2 separate regions of the Triticum aestivum genome follow, and region 1 is linked to region 2. A link is a contact called in public Hi-C data. All regions are on one chromosome and are shown on one strand. Each heading gives the region's core, a stretch centred on a gene start, on an enhancer-like site or on the middle of the called end of the contact. The rest is flanking DNA. Distances are from core to core; before and after follow the strand shown. Region 1 holds the start of LOC123072436 (amino-acid permease BAT1 homolog). Region 2 holds the start of LOC123072433.

The links. A called contact is a pair of places that touch in the nucleus more often than the background predicts.
Region 1: a Hi-C map of leaf shows a contact between it and region 2, with 4 times the contacts expected there. The contact joins the promoter of LOC123072436 here to the promoter of LOC123072433 in region 2. A contact is called at or near these places in 2 of 5 Hi-C or Micro-C datasets (both in leaf).

Annotation. Positions count from the first base shown.
Region 1 is chr3B:788,315,261-788,321,800 of IWGSC CS RefSeq v2.1, reverse strand. It overlaps LOC123072436 (amino-acid permease BAT1 homolog), which reads left to right and starts at 2,649. Exons shown (of 7, transcript XM_044495986.1): 1 at 2,649-3,069; 2 at 4,232-4,250; 3 at 4,353-4,572; 4 at 4,932-5,113; 5 at 5,270-5,559; 6 at 5,812-5,941; 7 at 6,084-6,431. The coding sequence starts at 2,693. The coding sequence ends at 6,431. It overlaps LOC542885 (acetyl-CoA carboxylase 1), which reads left to right. Exons shown (of 30, transcript XM_044495985.1): 29 at 1-1,149; 30 at 1,311-1,869. The coding sequence ends at 1,367.
Region 2 is chr3B:788,050,322-788,057,001 of IWGSC CS RefSeq v2.1, reverse strand. It overlaps LOC123072433, which reads right to left and starts at 3,510. Exons shown (of 3, transcript XM_044495983.1): 1 at 3,128-3,510; 2 at 2,449-2,686; 3 at 38-548. The coding sequence starts at 3,454. The coding sequence ends at 409. LOC123072432 (annexin D5) reads left to right here. Exons shown (of 5, transcript XM_044495982.1): 5 at 1-73.

The DNA of each region.
Region 1 (6,540 bases), core at 1,400-3,899, 270 kb before region 2:
ACTCAAGGAGGCAAGTGGTTGGATGGTATGTTTGACAGAGAAAGCTTTGTGGAAACATTAGAAGGATGGGCCAAAACTGTTATTACTGGAAGGGCAAAGCTGGGTGGGATTCCAGTTGGTATCATAGCTGTGGAAACCGAGACAGTGATGCAAGTAATCCCTGCTGACCCTGGTCAGCTTGATTCTGCCGAGCGTGTAGTCCCTCAAGCGGGACAGGTGTGGTTCCCAGATTCGGCCGCAAAAACGGCCCAGGCACTGCTGGATTTCAACCGTGAAGAGCTCCCGTTGTTCATACTTGCTAACTGGAGAGGCTTTTCTGGTGGGCAAAGGGATCTGTTTGAAGGAATCCTTCAGGCTGGTTCTATGATTGTTGAGAATCTGAGGACGTACAAGCAGCCTGCTTTTGTGTACATACCAAAGGCTGGAGAGCTGCGTGGAGGTGCATGGGTTGTGGTGGACAGCAAGATCAATCCGGAGCACATTGAGATGTATGCCGAGAGGACTGCGAGAGGGAATGTCCTTGAGGCACCAGGACTCATTGAGATCAAATTCAAGCCAAATGAATTGGAAGAGAGTATGCTAAGGCTGGACCCTGAGTTGATCAGCCTCAATGCTAAACTCCTCAAAGAAACTAGTGCTAGCCCTAGCCCTTGGGAAACGGCGGCGGCGGCGGAGACCATCAGGAGGAGCATGGCTGCTCGGAGGAAGCAGCTGATGCCCATATATACTCAGGTTGCCACCCGGTTTGCTGAGTTGCACGACACCTCCGCAAGAATGGCTGCCAAAGGCGTGATCAGTAAGGTGGTGGACTGGGAGGAGTCCCGGGCCTTCTTCTACAGGAGACTGCGAAGGAGGCTTGCCGAGGACTCGCTCGCCAAACAAGTCAGAGAAGCCGCCGGCGAGCAGCAGATGCCCACTCACAGATCAGCCTTGGAGTGCATCAGGAAATGGTACCTGGCCTCTCAAGGAGGAGACGGCGAGAAGTGGGGCGATGATGAAGCCTTCTTCACCTGGAAAGATGATCCTGACAAGTATGGCAAGTATCTTGAGGAGCTGAAAGCCGAGAGAGCGTCTACACTGCTGTCGCATCTCGCTGAAACCTCGGACGCCAAGGCCTTGCCCAACGGTCTCTCGCTCCTCCTCAGCAAAGTAAGTTTCTTTTGCTTATTAGTATTTGTTTGTTCTTGTATACATTTCCTAATAAGTTTCTTTTGCTTCTTCTTTTCTTTGTTCTTGTATAGTTTTCCTAATTAAATTCTTTCTGTCCCTAAGTTCATCTCCCTGATACATACATTTGATTGATTGTACAGATGGATCCTGCAAAGAGGGAGCAGGTTATGGATGGCCTCAGGCAGCTTCTTGGTTGATTACTGGCCCGCGCCCTTTGATAACGCATCCATTCAGCCAGCATAAATCGGCCTTGCTTGTTGCCACCAAGCAAGTCCTGTCTATGGTGGACTGGGTACCAGTGGAACAAGCAAATTTTACTTGCGTGGCGAGCTACAGGAGGGGGAGGATTTTCAGCGGAAGAAAACTGAAACACATTGTTTGCACATAGGTAGGAGGCATCTCATCTCAGGACAATCTGTATGTTTATTGTCATTACAGATAGGTACACACAAAGCATATGTATGCTGGATAGATATTCGGTGTGAGTTGTTGCAATGCAAGATTCATCATCTTAATTTACGAGATACGATGTGATGATCGGTCGATGTGGTAGTTGTAGTTTCCTCAGTGGCAGGGAATGCCGAGTTTCCTTACGCTGCAGTTATGTGATATGTAAACCCTGAGAACTTTGGGGTGATATGATGGACGTTTTATCAGTTTCATGAGAAATGAAATTGGGGGCCGAGGCCCCTTACATCAGTTTTTTTTCTTCTAAAATTCATGTATGTATGGATTGTTTGTTCTTCATTGAGAACAGAGTGATTATCTTTCTTTCAATTCTTTTGAGCTGCTGGCTGTGCAAAAACGTCTGCGGTTAAAATAAAGCTGTTGAAAAAGTTGCAGTCTACAGTAGTTCTTTTCAGCTTCCAGAGATGGCCATTCTACAGCTTTTTATCTTGAGCCAAGTGCTCTTCACTCTGTTTTTCGTTGCAATATTCAGTTTCGAGACAGGTTTCAACACGTTTGCCTTTGATCTCCACGGCTTGCAATCTGCGGGAATCCAGCACGGGAACGAATGTAAGACGACGCCGTGGCAAATAAACTGGGGGATTTCTCAAGAACAGAGAGCAGAGCGCGCGGCCTGAATCTCTGAACTTCTCATGAACCAAGACAACACCGGCGGAATACGACCTCGGCGCCATCAACCTCACGGCCGGTGCTGTCCCCGACGTCGAATGCCACCGTCCTCGGCGCCGTCACCGGGTGGAACACCACCGCCGTCGAGCGCACCCGCCTTTTGCTATCTAGTCCGTCCGACCCACTCCCTATCTATCATCATGTCAGAAATACAGTCAAACTGTCTGCATCCAACGCCCATTGTTTACCCCCTGTGCAGCTGCGCTACGCGCCAATGGCAAACATAATAAACTGCTTCCCCTTCGTCGACAATGTCGAATCACGCCCTGAATGGTCCAACGGCGGATTCTTGTCGACTCCGGCACCCTACACCAATAACCATATGCCAAAAGCTCCACGGTAAACGGCAGACGACACAAGGACGCAGAGGAGGTGGGCACAGTCGATGGCCGCGCAACGCTCCGGCGCGGCGGGCGTGGCCGCCGGAGCCGGCGACGACGACGCGGACCGAGCCCGGCTGCGCCAGCTCGGCTACAGGCAGGAGCTCAAGCGCGGCCTCGGCGTGGTCTCCAACTTCGCCTTCTCCTTCTCCATCATCTGCGTGATGGCCGGCGTCACCACCACGTACAACGCCGGGCTGAGGTACGGCGGGCCGGCGTCCATGACCCTCGGCTGGCTGGTGGTGGCCTTCTTCAACGGCTGCGTGGCGCTGTCCATGGCGGAGATCTGCTCGGCGTACCCGACCTCCGGCGGGCTCTACTACTGGAGCGCCAAGCTCGCCGGCGAGGAGTGGGCGCCTCTTGCTTCCTGGATCACGGGCTGGTGTGTGACTGTGCTGTGTACTCTTCTCAGTTGAGATTTTTTGATTGATCGTTTTTACAAGACTATTTTCAGATTATTGACATGGAGTTATGGATACTAGTCAATATGATACTAGTACATGATTTGGTAGTTTGGTCCACGATATGTCTCAAGTTTTTTCTTTTTAAATATATAAAATATCAATCAATCCACATGGCATCCTTTAGTTCGTAGGATATATGAATATCATAGGAATAAGAAAATCATAGGGAGTGAGATGACATCTATCTCAATTACTATATGAAAAGAGATATCATTTGCATACAATAGGATTTTTTCCATCGAGTCTGGGCTAATGTTTTTTTCCTTTTTCTTTGGGGCATTCTTTGGTTTGCAAGAATCTCACTGGAATTCTAGGATAGGATTCTCGTAGGAACTTTTTCCTTTAGAGGCCTTTGGTTCATAGGAACGGATTCCTATTCCTATGTAGGATTAGTTTCTATCCTCCACATTTCAAAAAAAAATAAACATAAACCTAGACTCGATGAAAAAATTCCTATGATGTGAATCAAATGACATCTCTTTTCCTAATCTACTTATAGGATTCGAGATACATGTCATCCCATTTCCTACAAGTTTCCTATTCTTATGATAATCCTATCCCATGAACCAAAGGAGGCCTGAAATGTGAAAGGATTGGTTCCTACCCTAGAATAGCTAGGAATCCAATTCCTACAAACCAAAAGGCTCCAAAGGAATTTTTTCCTACAAAATTCTTGTAAACCAACAGAGGCCTATATCTTACAATATTGAATGGCCATCCCCCCCCCCCCCCCCCCCACACACACACACACACACAGACACCTTCTCGCTGGCAGCCCCCCTCCCCCTCATTCCAACCCGTCAACCTCAGAATCCCCTCCACTGGCGACACCGCTGCCGCGTTGTCCCTGGCTCGGCCTTGAATCTACACCTCCCATTCTCCCCCGAATCATCTGACCCGCATTCAAAATGCAGACAACCTACATATAGGAAACACGATATTGAATTGCATGTCCATTCAAAAGCTTGGGCTGATGTGATATGGTTCAACAAACAATAGTCCTTATTTATTTCTATGTTACTAGCTCCGATCAACGTTGGTGGTTATGTTATATCTTATATTCCATTTTACCTTTTGCAGGTTCAACCTTGTGGGGCAGGTATGCTCAAACATGTTGGTGGTATATTTGGTTCAAAGCGGATATGGTGCACCCACATGACAAACTTCCTAACAATCCGGTCTCCTGTCTAAAATCTTCCAGTGGGCTCTCACCACCAGCACAGACTTCTCGTTGGCGCAGCTCGTCCAAGTGATCATCTTGCTTGGCACCGGTGGAGCCAACGGCGGTGGCTACATGGCCTCCAAGTACGTTGTTCTGGCCATCCACGGCTCCCTCCTCGTCCTGCACGGGCTCATCAACAGCCTCCCCATACGGTGGTTGTCCTGGTTCGGCCACCTCGGTGCATTTTGGAACACAGCAGGTATATAATCATTATGAGGGTTACGGCATTTGGCATCAATCGATGCAGAGGTCGAGAGGGTCTTTTTTCCTTCTTCAGAAGATGCATTTGGAAATATGACTATGTGATTACCGATCAACTTATTTTTTGCGCGAAAACTTCCGATCTATTCATCAACTGTCAAGGTAGTACAAAAAACACTAGAAGTAAAAATTACATCCAGGTCTGTAGACCACCTAGCGACGACTACAATCTCTGGAGCGAGCCGAAGGCGCGCCGCCGTCATCGCCCCTCCCTCGTCGGAGCCGGGCAAACATTGTTGTAGTAGACAGTCGGGAAGTCAACTCATTGTTCTTGAACATAGCATATGTTAATGTTAGGTGCCTTTGCCCTGGTGATCATGATTCCGGTTGTTGCCAAGGAAAGAGCGAGTGTTGAGTTCATCTTTACACATTTCAACACGGACAATGGCATGGGGATCCATGGCAAGGCCTACATTTTAGCGTTGGGGCTTCTAACGAGCCAATACTCGTTGCTCGGCTATGATGCATCGGCTCACATGGTACACATCTCCTCCTGTCCCAATTCTGGTAGCTACTCATGTTGATGGTTATTTGTCTTATCTGCTTGCGCATATATATGTGCTCGAGTGCAGTTATATCGCCTCAATGAAACATTTGGGTCAACAAAGCTCACATTATCGGGAATAAATGTGCAGATTGAGGAAACAAAGAACGCGGACTGGAGTGGACCGATCGGGATCATCATGTCTGTTGCTCTCTCGACCGTGTTTGGTTGGATCTTCCTTGTAGCTCTAACATCCATCGTGACGAACATACCATACCTGCTAGACCCCGGCAATGATGCTGCCGGGTACGCCGTTGCGCAAGCGCTTTACACCGCCTTTCACCGGAGGTATGGCAGTGGGGTCGGAGGGCTCGTCTGCATAGGCATCGTCGCGTTCGGCATCTTCCTGGCGGGTGTTGCATGTGTCGCCAGTAATTCAAGGTTTGATAGTGATTCAACCACCACATAGCAATCTGACATATTAGTGTTGATATTTCTTGTTTCCAAATGATTCAATATCAAAGTTAAGTTTCTCTATATTTTTATGCTGAATCTAATGAAGCTAATTTGGTCTTGTAGTTGTTGATATTTTACGATAAACTTGGTCAAACTTTATATCTTTTATTTATGACAAATCCATAATATTTGGAACCTAATGACTATTTGCTAAGTTGCTATCACATTTCCATATAGGATGGGCTATGCTTTCTCGAGGGACAAGGCGATGCCGTTCTCGCAGGTGTGGCACCGGGTGAGCAGGAACGAGGTACCTCTCAATGTTGTGTGGCTCTGTGTGGTTGTCGCCTTCATAATGGCTCTCACGGTGCGTAATACCTCTGCCATCTCGACCTCGACCCGAAGCACCAAACCTTTACAACACGAACGTGTGATTCGTGTCAAGGACATGCTATCACATAAAATTTCACGTTCCTATTTTTGTGTGTGTTTCTTGTCTTCGGATGCAGTCTCTCGGAAGCCAGGTGGCATTCCAAGCAATGGTGTCGATTGCGACACTAGGGCAGTACATCTCCTACGTGCTGCCCATCTTCTTCCGTGTGACGACGGCCCGGAGGTCATTCAGCCCAGGGCCATTCCACCTAGGGAGGTACAGCATTGTCATCGGCTGGGCAGCAGTCCTCTGGGTGGCCTTGCTCACTGTGCTCTTCTCGTTGCCTGTGGCGTACCCAATCGCCAAGGACAACTTCAACTACACGCCCGTGGCCGTCGGTGGTGTGCTACTGCTCAGTGTCGGCTCATGGGTGTTCCATGCCCGGTCCTGGTTCAAAGGACCCATCGTAAATGTTGACATGTAGAATTTTGTGCCTTGTAAACTTTAGTTTATTTGATGATATGTGGTTGATGGGTTTACACATGGAGCTGTATTACCAAGAAGGCTCTTTAGGTAGGTTGGTCGTTGGGACA
Region 2 (6,680 bases), core at 2,261-4,760:
ACGCTATGGCTACTGCTCACTATGTTCATGTTACCACTGAAATGAAATTGACAGCTACTGTCTTTTTTTATCACTCTATGCCTCAACATAGCCACGGAGGACACCTCCATTTACAGCACAACACCACAACCTAGCCCGCACTCGCCGGCATTATTGCCTTATTCGTTACTACGAGCATACAACACAGGATGCCGAAAGTTCAGGGACGCGAGGATACCTTACACTAGACCGGGATAACTATACACGGATTCATGTCCTCTACTCGAAATAACATACTCGACAAGCGGTGACTCGCATACGACACGCTTTAGGCAGCATATATAACACAACAACAGCAGGGCAGCGAGGCGGAAACATCACGCGATAACAGACAGCGCTGTGTAGCTAAACCACTTGCTGCTATCTTAGTCAGTCTATGGACTTCTGCCCCACACTCCGAGAAGCTGAATACGACTGCATAGCAGAGGTCGTCATGCCGATTGAGTGCTTGGTAAGGTCCAGGCTCTTCCTTGCGGCAAACCAAATCATCCAAAAGAATCCGATCCAACCTGCACGAGATTTTATCACGTTAGCGCAGGTGATATTGGTAAAAAAAAAACTTCGGACGTGAAAGTTGCATTAGAGATATTATTCCTGTGGAATCAACATGACCATTCTATGCTAACTTTTCCAGATATGAAGCATCAATAAAGGAACAATAATTCGGGAACATATTCCAAAGGACTGGCCGATCACATCCCTGCCTTAAAACTAACAATATATTCCACACGGACCAGCCGACCGCATCTCTGCCTAAAACTGACACTGCATTCCACATGATTGGCCAACCACGTCTCCCCTTTCATAAAGTTCCATGGCATGGAGAAGTTGATTTGAACAGCTAAAGCTTGTAAATCACCCCTACGTTTCAAGGACTAGCCAAGATGCTTCTACATGATACCCCTGGTTAGCTAGACAAAAACAAGTCTAAGACCAAACGGTGTCTGTTACAACAAAACTTAACTAGCATAAAAACTTCTTTCTGCTTCCTCTGTCAACAGTTAGGCTCCGAAAGTACATAAGTTAACTAACAACAACTTGCTATCTTAAATTACTGTTACAGAGCTAATGTTGTTAGTACATAAAATCCAGTTCATCTTAATTGCAGGAATACAGGTTAATGCCAATGAGTCCACTGGAAAGTTGAGAAGGCAAATAGGTAAAGTAATAACCAGTACTAAATTGGAGAGCAAACATGCAAGAACAGAGTCCCTGTTTCTGATCTAAATTCACGGGCAAGAGTATAAAATGGGCATAATCCGGCTGCAACGGTAAGTATTTTTTATCTACATACCCAATAAAAGTACAGGTTGTGTCGGGACACTTATCACTTTTTTTTATGGAAATAACTCTTTACCATAACCACCCATCAAATCGCATCTGATGAATGGCTGTAAAAACGGTGGAAGTTTCCTAATAGTTCTTAGTTACGTTTTATTTGTCTTCATGGTAATACCTCACTCCTCTACATCTCTCCACAATCTCATCTCCTTCCCTCCTTTGTCTACTCAATGGCACACTTTAGTGGCAATTGGGGAAAATTATGATCATCAGCAAGGATGGAAGGAGCTACTCAATGGCACAGTTTAGTGCCTATTAGGGGAAGTTAATAATCATTAGCAAGTATGAACGGAGCTATTCTTTTGGTCAACATTGTAACATTCTTTCAATCATCTACTCGGTGCCAACTCAGATAACGCATCATATGTTGCGAAAATGAGTAAAGGAGCATCACATGTGCAAGAAAGCTAGTAACTGGAGAACACGGCACTCAAGAACACAACAGTCTGAATTAATAATTCACTAAAAATCACATACCACAATGTAAAGAAATAATCATGCTTCCTCATTTATAAGTCACTTTAGAAGTTACATGAAGTGGATTAAATAAATCCTGCTATCATGAATTGCTTTACAAAGATTATATGTTCCTCTTAATAAAAGAAATGCAATTTCAATGCAAATGGCTTGGACACTAAGGCAAGAGCATAGGCAATTTATGGCTCTATTAGTAGGCCATGCAAGCTGGATTCCGATCTAATTACACAGGCAGAAGTATGAACAGAAACAGTCCAGCCGCAAAGTTATCCAATGCACTAACACTATCTAAATTAACTAAAGAAGAAGAGTACTTTCAATACTTAGCTCATTGGTTTTGTGATGACAAGATGGTTGAGAACATCACCAGTATAAGGAATTTTTGGCTAGTCCTAGATATACTCTTCATAATGGTGATGCACCAAGTAGGTATTTGGAGGAAAACTATTAAAACACTTAAATTGATGCCTAACTAATGATCATTATGCCCCTAGAAGTTGCATACAACAATACAATCATTTAAACCTCGAGTAAATTATTTGTTATTTTGTCTCCAGGATATATAAACAAAGCGACAGAGAGATGGCATACCAGTAGCAATCATGACTCCAACAATTGCAGAGATAACAGTGGCAGAGATGACGAATATGGCAATTGATACTGCTCCGACATACACTGCAACCAAGCAAGCAAAAAACAAGGCCAGGAATCCTCCAGCGGCTGCCAAGGACATAAGAACTGAAACAATAATGGCATTAGCGGTCGCGACCAGCAGGAAGGACATGAAAATCAGCAGGCCAGTCAGTGATATCATCGTGATTGTTCCGACCTGCAACGGATGAAAAGGTGATTAATTATCTGTGCGGGTTTAGTATTCTATTCTGACCATAAATATGATCCAACATCGATGGGATTATGGCATATCAAGTAGACAAACAGACGGTATATTCCATACCTAAAATGATTCCTACATACAACATTGATGGGCTTACACACCATATCGATATATAAATCTACCATGTTTTCAAGAACGACCAAGTACAAATTGGTGGTACTGACACAGATTGATGAATTTCATATGAGCGCTGATAGATGGATTTCACATGACGGTTAATCCATTCTCTAATACTGCATCCAACAAATTTTTGGCACATTTTCCCTAGATTACATAACATTTCTAGGACCTCGAGTGCATCAGTTGCTACGGTGTTAAACAGTGTCTGGGACGGATCGGAAAAGGAAAGCATGGGGCGCGCAGGGGCAGGCTCACCGAGATGACAAGGATGGCGCGGAGGCCGCTGCCCTGCTTGGTCCAGGCGAGCAGGTCGCGGGCCGAGTTCCTGGAGGCGTCCCGCAGCCGCGGCGCGGCCTCGCAGGTCGCCGCGCGGAGGCGCCGCAGCAGCGGATCCCCGCCGTCGCCGGGCGGCGGCCAGACGCCGTCCACGAAGCCGCGGAGAACCGCGGGGAGGGTGTCCTCGGAGACGCCGCCGGAGACCTCGACGGCGCGGGCGTCGTCGGAGGCCTCGCCGTTGGCCATCTTGCCGTCCGCCGCCGCGTCGGATTCGGCCAGCCCCAGGCCCGGCGAGAGGTCGTCCATGGGAGAGGGAGGAGGGGAACGGACAGGCGGGTCGGGGGTGGGGCGGTGCTGTGCTGTGCTGGTCGTAGTGGATTGAAGGCGGGTTGCTGGTGACACGTGCCGCTTTGCGCCGGGACGGGCGACACGTAGGCGGTGTACGTGTGCCGCCTGGTGGCCCCTGCCTCGTCACTGCGGTCCTGTTCGGCGACACCGCGACAGGTTCGCCTCCACGTGGCGTCGGTGCTACGCTGCTGCCGCTTGTTGTTAAATGCGCTCATGCAACGCACGTGTAATCTTAATCCGATTTAAAGATATACCTGATTTTTGTTTAGAAAAGTACCTGATCTTAGGTCCGACGGCGATGGGCGGTCCAGGTAGCGCCTCCGACGCACCCTCGCCGGGCAGCCAAGCGGTCTAGACGGCGTCCCCGACAACCGTGTCCTTGAAGTTGCGGCAGCGTCGCTATGGCCGAGGCCATGCAAAGGCGATGGGTAGAGGCGGCACGGAGATGTGAGGGGCGGTGTCCTTGAAGCTGTTGCGGGTCGAGACGATGGGGGCGGCGTGCGTCACTGAAGCGAGGTGATGGGGCGGCGCTGTGGGGCGGTTTGCTGTGACAGTTTCTTTTCGTGCGAAAGGTTACGTAAGGAAGGGGATCACACGACGGTTCGCTGTGGGAGTTTCGTTTCGTGTGAAAAGGTACGTAAGGAAGGGGATCGCACGGTTCGCTGTGGCATTTTCCTTTCGTGTGAAAGGATTTGTAAGGAAGGGGTCGGGGAAAGAAAGAATTGATTAGCAGTAAACGTGTTTAGCGCTAAACATATTTGGTTGCTGACCATTAGGACAATAAGGACTGTCGGATTAACGCTAATGGGATCTGTTGGATCTACCTCATTAGGTCTTTTTATATTGATATAAATATAGATATAGATTTTTAGTCAAGTCGTTTTAGTTAAAAATAATTCACGTGTTATTTTTAAACATATTCATTAAATTGAAAATATTTATGAATGAGTAAAATGTTTATATGATTCAAGTATTATTCATGTGAGGGTCCGCAGTCTAATGGCACACTAGGCTTGTAATTTTTCTAGAAAACACACAAACTTATATACTATATAAACTTTTTAAAACATATACTATATAAACTTTTTAAAACAACACAATTTTTTGTTAAAGCATGAACACATTGATATACTACATAAATAGTTTACTAAAAAATGCAAAAAATTAAAATTATATGCAAATTTATTTAAATATATGAACATTTCAAAATTACTTTAATATTTTTCATACTTTTAAATAGCCGGCTATAGCCTCGCTATAGTTCCGCTATAGCTGTTTGAACATGTTGCCGCTAAATGATTTCATGTATAATTTGCTGCTATAGCTGTTTTTAAGGGTCGCCGCTATATGCCATAGCCTGCTATTTAGAACATTGATTTTTTGAAATAAAAGCATCTTTTCAAATTATAAGTTTTATTCTAATTCATAATTTTATTATGTGCATTTCGATTAAATTTCTGCATATGTATTTCATGAAATTATATGAACTTTTTAACATAATTTGTTTTACATATATGTATATTGTTTGTAATGCGATAATAATTAACGTATTTTTTAAAATGAAATGAAAAAGAACAAACCCGTAGAAACTTGATCCACACTGTGGTCCATTTTACTCACACGAGCTCGTTATATTATAAACCTAAATTTATCATTTTACCATTCGACGTCGTCAGTTGTAGTGGTACGTGCGGCCGCTATATAGCCCCTGGTTGCAGGTTCAAAGCAAAGGCACTATATTGCTGGAATAATATTTTTAATTTACATTGTTCAGCTTTATGTTTATAAAGTGTATGAATCCTTTCCTGACACGAAATTTGAACGGGTAGATTGGCTAGGCACGCACACCTGCGCGTGTGGTTCAAACCCCGGATCAATTTATTTTCTTTTTGAGGGCCTATTTGTAAGAAAAAATTTATTCTAGGAGGTTTTGGCAAAAAAACCGAGGCCATACGCCTTGTCCCTTAGACCCTTACATCCTAGAGTGCTTGTTGGCATCATGGACGTATAAAAACAAGATTTGAACCGTATATGCACGTCCATGTCAAGTTATGGAACCAATTCAATGTATTTTGCAAGTTCAGGCATTAAAGTGCACATTTATGGCAAATTCAAGCACCTGTGATGTATTTACCTCTTATTTTTCTAGAAAGAGGTATTCTTAGACACCGCGGTCAGTTTGATGGGCAAACTTATAAAATTATTGTCATCAAATTTCTGCGGGCAGTGGTTTATATGAAGCAATCTCGCTAACCGCTTCGCTCCCTCATCCACGAAAAGACGATCACGGAGGCGGCCAACTCCTCCCGTACACTGCCGGCGAGGCTGCAGGTTCTCTTGCCCTCTGATCGCCGCTCCGGCGACGGATGGGTGGGGGAATAAAATTTCCGCGATCTCAGCCTCATCTCGATGACATTAGTGGTGAAATTGAGAGATCGGTGGTGACATCTTGCGAGGCCTCTCTGCCATCAACGTCACCATGACGCCAGATAGCTTTCTCCTCCCGCGTGAGTCCATCTCCAAACGCGTCCATCGCCGAACCTCTGCGGCGCCATGCCGCCAGGATCCACCGCCGGCCTCGCGGTAGATGTAATACCACTCCTCCTCTTGTCCCCTCCAGCCAGCGCATGCTCCAAAACGATGCCCTCAAGAGGGACAACGGCATCGAATGTGCCATCATCGTCCGATCCGGTAGACCCAAATCTAGAGTTTCCCCTAGAGCTCACATCGTCGCCGCTGCTGGAGCTACGCGGCGCCCACCACCCATAGCATCTCTCGGCCGACCATCTGAGCCTCCCAAGACGGCGCCTCCATGGAGGTTACGACGCGCAGGGCGTCGCCGCCGCCCAATCCAGACTGATTTTTGGACTTTCGTTCGGGAGGGGTTTGGATGTGGATAGGAGGGACCTTGGCTTCGCCTCTAGGGAGGGTAACGGCGCCGTGGTACGCCGCCAATTCCGGGCCGGATCAGCCGGCCAAAGTTTCCTCCGGTCCCCAACGTATACCACCAAACCTCTGACTGTTCCGGATCCGAGAGAGACGAACCGAGCCCAGCAGAGATGCAAGTGCCATGGGGCTCAACCCACCAGGAAGGAGGATCAAGAAGGACAGACGCCAGATCCAACGATCCGACGAGGCTAGCAGCAAAGACCACCACCCTGCGTCGGCCGACAACATCCAAGCG